2 separate regions of the Capsicum annuum genome follow, and region 2 is linked to region 1. Evidence: chromatin contacts called from public Hi-C data. All regions are on one chromosome and are shown on one strand. The core of a region is the stretch at or near the end of the contact, and the rest is flanking DNA. Distances in the headings are between cores, read along the strand shown.

Region 1 (3,194 bases), core at 227-2,726:
GAGGCTCATTTTGGAGCGAGGCATAATTAAAAATGTCTCGAGGCATTAGGGAAAAGCGAAGATATCAAAAAGCGAACGCTTCAAAATTTAAGATGTTCGTCTAAGCGTGAAGCACAAATTAGATGTAAGACAAAGCAAAATAATTTTTTCCTATTAAATTTTTAATTTAAACTTAATACTAAAATATATAATTGGTAAGTATTTAAATGCTCGAATAAAAAATGAAAGAAAATTTAAAACTCACTCTTTCAAATGTATTTGTCGGTGGATGTCGATGACGACCCCACTCAAGAAGTCACATAATGACGAACTTGTAAGTTATTTATTTTTTAGATCTCTTATAAAATATAATATATGATAAATGGGTGCGTAAATATATTGATCGAGTTACGAGAAGGTGATGGTTGATTAATTATGTACTTTTTTTTATATATAAACTTTTGTTTCCGAAGACATATAATAGTCTATTATACGAAAATTGACTTTATCTATTAGTCGTATTATGTGACTTTGGTTAGCAGAGGCAGAGCCAGAATTTCAAGTAAGGGGATTTAATATTCAAAGAAAACTAAGTCGAACGGGGTTCAACACTTACTATAACCACATAAAAAATAATTTTAATCATGTATAAATAGTATATTTTTCTGTCGAAGAGGATTCGAACGAACCCCTAAAGAGGGCTGGCTCCGCTCTGTTGGTTAGTTTTTTGTTTTTTGCTTAAGTAGTTTTAGATACATATTCCTCTTATTTTTATACTTTTTGATGTAGTTTTACTTTTTTGGGGGGTGATTTATCTATAAAAAAATCCGTGAGGTAGCTTACGCTAGCCTTACGGCGTGAGGTAAAATGTCTCGTCTTACCCCGCCTTTAAAAACACTGATTTCAGTTCAATGGATTCGGATCCACCCCAGTCAATGATCTTCTCGGTCCTCCCTCCTCGCATCACTTGTGTAACATATGTATTCCTAAAAAAACAAATCTTTGTTGTTGGGAATGATAGCTTACTCCTACTCAAATCGATTAGGCCTATAAAAGATCCCGGGCTCGTGAATTATTGCAAGTCATATCACAACTTTGTGTCCCGTCATGCCTCAATCATGACATGCAAATAAATGAACACAAAATGACATAGAAAGAGCTATAGATCTGAGGAAAGAAACAAAACCAATGAAATTAATTGACTAGCAGAGTACATCATTTGTGAGAAAAGGATCTGATTGAAGAAATGAGAATTTACATAAACGTACATAATTACAAATGTAATATCAGATAAGGCACAAGCATAAAACCAATGAAAGTAGAAGAGAACTCATAGCGCAATGCCGTGAAACTGCATCTGGTGATGCTGCAGATGGTTTAGGGGTAGCTTTACCAGCAATGGCCGGTGCAACTGCATGTCCATGCGGGCTTCTTTGTTGTTCAGTTGTTGGCAACGGATTTGATGTCAAACCACTCGGAGGTGGTGTTGGTGTTAGTGGTAACTTTGCACTCCCGCCTATGTCTTGACCTGAAGATGCAAAAGATGGATCCTTGAATTGAAGTACACAAAATGCAAAAGAGTGGGCATGGAGAAGAGAAACCCATATTGTTTATTAAATCAGATGACAATGCCACAGAATTCAACATGTCAACTGGTCAAGCATGTGAAATATCCAACCCCGGAAGAACCATACTTAAGTTGAGTTCTTGCTTGATTTTTAAAATATTCTCCGTGCTTTCAAGACTCTTGTAGGAAAACCACTCCAGATCATGCGGCAAGTACTAACCAACGATTGTTATAATGCTAATTACCTCTACTTAACTATGGTTTTCATAATTATTGTGGTTAATACGCCAATTATAACTCGATAGACAAGAAAATTGAAGGGAGGGATTTAGTGAAACACTTAGATGTGCCGAACTCCACAAAAATAGGTTTTACTAAAATTAGCCTGGCGATACAAATCAAATGAGCAAAACATAGTGTCCGCATGGATTTTCTAAAAAAACAAACACCAACTTCAGAAAGAACCCACTTGTGTCAGTCTTAAACTCTAAACAGGAACATCAAGGAAATACCTATAAAATCCAATTATTTCACACATTATCACAAAACTCCTCTCATCTTTCCCTTTTAATCCAGCAATTTAAAAAAAAAAATAGCCCAATTTAAATTAAATATGCACAACGAGCTTACACTTGGAGCGAGACCAACCCAACTTCATATTTTCCCAATCAAACACCATCCGATATCCCTCCAAAAAGTTTTCTGCAAAGCATAACTCAAAAATAATTGAATTGTTCATCCAACCGTCGACGTGCATGTATGAGCACCTTAAATGAATAAAATTACATAATCAACTTACGTCCAATAATACCAATCATTCCTGGAATAGGTTGGATACCTGCACAATAGAAGTTATCACCCTGCACAAAATACCTTCTGTAAGAACCTGTCAATATCAAAACTGCAGAACAAAGTCCATACATAACAAACTTGCAATCACACATTGGAAACCCTATGGAGAAATCATACTTGCTTTCTGAGATAGAAAAATCATACTTGCTTTATGATAAAGGAATTGAAAATTTCTTGTTTAAGCATGCAAAAGCAGCAGGGTAACATGCATGTAGGGGTGGGCATGGTACGGTACGGTACGGTATTTTAAACTTCGGTACGATAACTTCGGTTTTCGGTATCTAAAAGAACAATACCATTACCATACCAAATTAGTTCGGTATGGTTCAGTATTTTTAAATTCGGTTTCGGTATTTTACGGTATGGTAATTGGGTAACCATACTTTATTTGGTTTCTAATTACATATATTTATATAAAAAAACTATAACTTTAAATTTTAAAAACGTTTCAATCATGTGAGGCTAACAACTATCTTTGTTAATCAATTACACAAAAATAACATTTCAATCACGATTGAATAGTCCGAGATGCAAACTCTGAACAACAGTAACTAAACTTAAGCATAATACTACTAAATAATAAGCTTCCCATAAAATTTATTTCTTAATAAAAGCTACTTTTGTGTTCAATTGGCTAATGGATGATATATAAATATATTTAATAATCTTAAATATAATATATATATCGGTTTTATATGTTATTAAAAAACTTTGGTGCGGTATACGGTATTTCGGCATTTATTGCATAAAAATACCAAATACCGTACCAAATACCAAAATAATTTAAAATTCCTAC
Region 2 (3,194 bases), core at 365-2,864, 150 kb before region 1:
TACAAAAGCTTCCTTTAGACCACTTCTTTAGACATCCTGTTCTGCAGCTGGCAATCTTAACACTCTTGAAATTGGGAAACACGGTGTTTGGAATCCAACTTGGCAAATTGATGTTATCTACTTCGTCGAAATAGCTTTGCTCAAGCTGGCGGGGGGGGATCGCTAAACTGGAATAAAGAAGAAAATCAGGATCCAGAAAATGAAATGATCTCATGGTAGAACAATTCTCAAAGACCACAAATGCTGAACAGTCTCAGCAAATGATTATTCTCAAAGACTACAATTCTCATACTGTACAGACACCAAACAAAAAGAGGTCTAGCTGTCAATGATCATTTCCTTTCTGAGCTTGTTCGCCGGACAGAAAGCAACAACCTTGATCATTAGTTTTTAGTTCTATGGTGACAAATTATTCTTAACAATAAGGAATGTTATATTTGCGTTCTCATTAGGTAACTCCATTGGAGGAAATGGAGGGTTTAAAAATCAAAACTGAATATGGATGCAAAAAGAAGAGCATATATAGAGAGCAATTACGACCTCAGCTGTCATTTGTATGTTGAACGACTCCAAAAGAGGCAAGGCTTGCAAAATACTGGCTATTCCATACAGATTATAGTCTGTTACAAACAACTTCAGAGTTAGACACTTGCATCTCAATTTTGGAAGCATCACTCCTTCGAGATTCATCATGAACACGGTCTGGTGAAAATTACCTCAAAGAAAAAAGTAAATGATAGAGAAAGAAGCAACTACAAAGAAAAAGTATTCCACAACAAAAGATAGTTCTATGAAAAATTTAAGCATCTTTACACTTTAAGGAACAACAACCTGTAAAAGCCTAGTTTTTCTAAAAGTTAAATAGAGAATAAGGCCTGTTGACATAGAAACATACCCCTGCAAGCCAACTTCCAATTATTAGCTCGGTCACACAACTCAACTTTTGAAGTTCTCCTGAAATATCGAAATGTTGAAGATGTGGGGCAAAAATTTCCAAAGTACCATATCCTACAAACGGAAGATGATAATGGGAATGTAACTTTAGTGTCTTTAAATTTGAAGAAGCCATTTCTAGACGATGACAACCCACGCAGCATGAGAACTCCATAGTTTCCAAAGCAGGACAACTTGACAATAATCTCACAATATCATCATCTTCTAACTCAGTCGAGTCCAGAGTTAAGCTCTTTAGAGAGTTCCAAGCTATACATAATCCTTTATCAAACACCACATAACTCAAATACAATGTAATCAATGAGGAACAACTGTACATAGATAGAGGCAATTAGTAAGTGGTTTCTTCAATAGATGGATAAGCATGTAAAACAACATGTTCCACTTTTTTATTCACAGCAAAAATGAACCATTGGCTGATTTTAGAATGGATATCCCATTCTCTGTTATGAATGTCGAGTTGGAATTTATTGATATTGGAACAAGTAGAATGAGTTAAAACGTGGTCGACAAAGGATACGAAGTTCTCGACATGGTTGTAATTTCTGTCGTTGAAATGGAAATTGTAAATAGATTTCCAGAGATAATGCCAGCTTTTTGAGAGGACAGATGATTTGAAGGCATCTTGGGCCTCCAAAAGAGAGAATTTGTACCAAGAGTGCTTCCGGCAACTGATTTGAGAAAATGGAAGGAAAGTATCATTTAAGTCTTAAATGATTGACGATATTGACTTACAAAGGGTCAAATATAATTAGAAACTTGATTAAGTTAATTGTGGACTTGATTAATATTTTTAAAATTTTTTAATCTTTTCAATAATACAAATTAACCCACACTCCTCTTCTCTCCAAATCAACTGTCTCTCCTCTCTCTCGCGACAGTTTCTCCCAATCAACAGTTCTGCAAATTTCTCCTTTCAATCTCCGGCGACTTCAACCTCTGGCTACAAATAGTTGGGCTTCGAGTTTTTCTTCGACTTTCAACCATTAATCGACGTGACAGTCTTGCTCTCTGGCCACAACAACTTCGAATTATTCACCGTCTCTTTTCTTCTTTCACAGGTAAAAATATGACCTTTTTAGTTTTGAAGAAAATGAGAAACTTGAGTCAACTTCGCTTCTAGTATTGGTTAACAATTTCTTTGTTTCTTTAATTTGAAATGCGGTCTGAATAAAATCCTAATTTCTGGTATTTCTTCTATTCTCTTTTTGGAGTGAACTATGATTTTTTTTATTTGTTGCATTTTTTTAAAGTTTGATTTTTGTTGTTTGTGTTTATACAAACAAAACAACGATGCTGATGTTTTTTGTGTTGTGTCCGTTACTGGGTTGATTTGTTCTTGTTCTTGGTAAAAATGATGATATTGTTGTTGTTCCATTGAACAAAATCATGCTACTATTTTTTTTTGCAACATATTAACCATCTAATGCAACATATTAACCATCTGATGCAACAAAGGAACCATCAGATTAAAAATCTGATGCAATAAATTAACCATATCATACAACAGATTAACCATCTGATGCAACAAAAGAACCAACGAACTAAAAATTTGATGCAACAGAACAGATTAACCATCTGATGCAATAGAAGAACCAACGAACTAAAAATTTGATGCAACAGATTAACCATATGATGCAACAAATTAACCATATGTTGCAACAGATTTACCATCGGATGCAACAATTGAACCATCAGATTACAAATCTGATTCAACAAATTAAAAATTTGATACAACAGATTAAAAATCTGATGCAACAGATTAACCATCTGATGCAATGGAGGAACCATCAGATTTAAAATCTAATGCAACAGATTAATCATCTGATGCAACATATGAACCCTCTATTGGATAAAATCCTATCAACTATTCCAACAGGACATGTCCAAGACTTGATTTTCCAACTGATCATTCATTTGTCGCGATAGATGACCCTTCTGTTGGAAGAAATCTAAACAATATTGACAGTTGATAACTGTTCCAACAGATCACTCATATGTTGCAATGGATGTGTGATATGTTGCACAGACCATTCATTTGTCTCAACAGATGAGTGATATTTTTTGTACTATTACAACAGATTACTCATTCGTTGCAACAGGTTAATTAACTTTTCTAATAGATCACTCATATGTTGCAATAGATGTGTGATCTATTGCACAGACAATTTATTGTCTCAATAGATGAGTGATATATTTTGTATTATTGCAACAGATTACTCATCTGTTACGACAGGTTA

What was found. A called contact is a pair of places that touch in the nucleus more often than the background predicts.
Region 2: a Hi-C map of leaf shows a contact between it and region 1, with 3 times the contacts expected there. The contact joins the promoter of LOC107869550 here to the enhancer-like site in region 1. A contact is called at or near these places in 3 of 5 Hi-C or Micro-C datasets (bud and leaf).

The regions. Positions count from the first base shown.
Region 1 is chr4:203,002,388-203,005,581 of UCD10Xv1.1, reverse strand. It overlaps LOC107867562 (aspartic proteinase-like protein 1), which reads right to left. Exons shown (of 10, transcript XM_016713853.2): 8 at 2,346-2,406; 9 at 2,177-2,248; 10 at 1,148-1,507. The coding sequence ends at 1,266. Among protein-coding and RNA genes, the nearest start is that of LOC107867562, 8.7 kb to the right of the region's middle. Within about 2 kb of position 1,476, at least 3 of the 5 cell types and tissues checked have an H3K27ac peak or open chromatin away from gene starts, as enhancers often do. A contact at or near this core is called in leaf, where this site is marked.
Region 2 is chr4:203,151,020-203,154,213 of UCD10Xv1.1, reverse strand. It overlaps LOC107869550 (probable F-box protein At1g60180), which reads right to left and starts at 1,614. Exons shown (of 3, transcript XM_016716070.2): 1 at 896-1,614; 2 at 541-702; 3 at 1-167. The coding sequence starts at 1,273. The coding sequence ends at 141.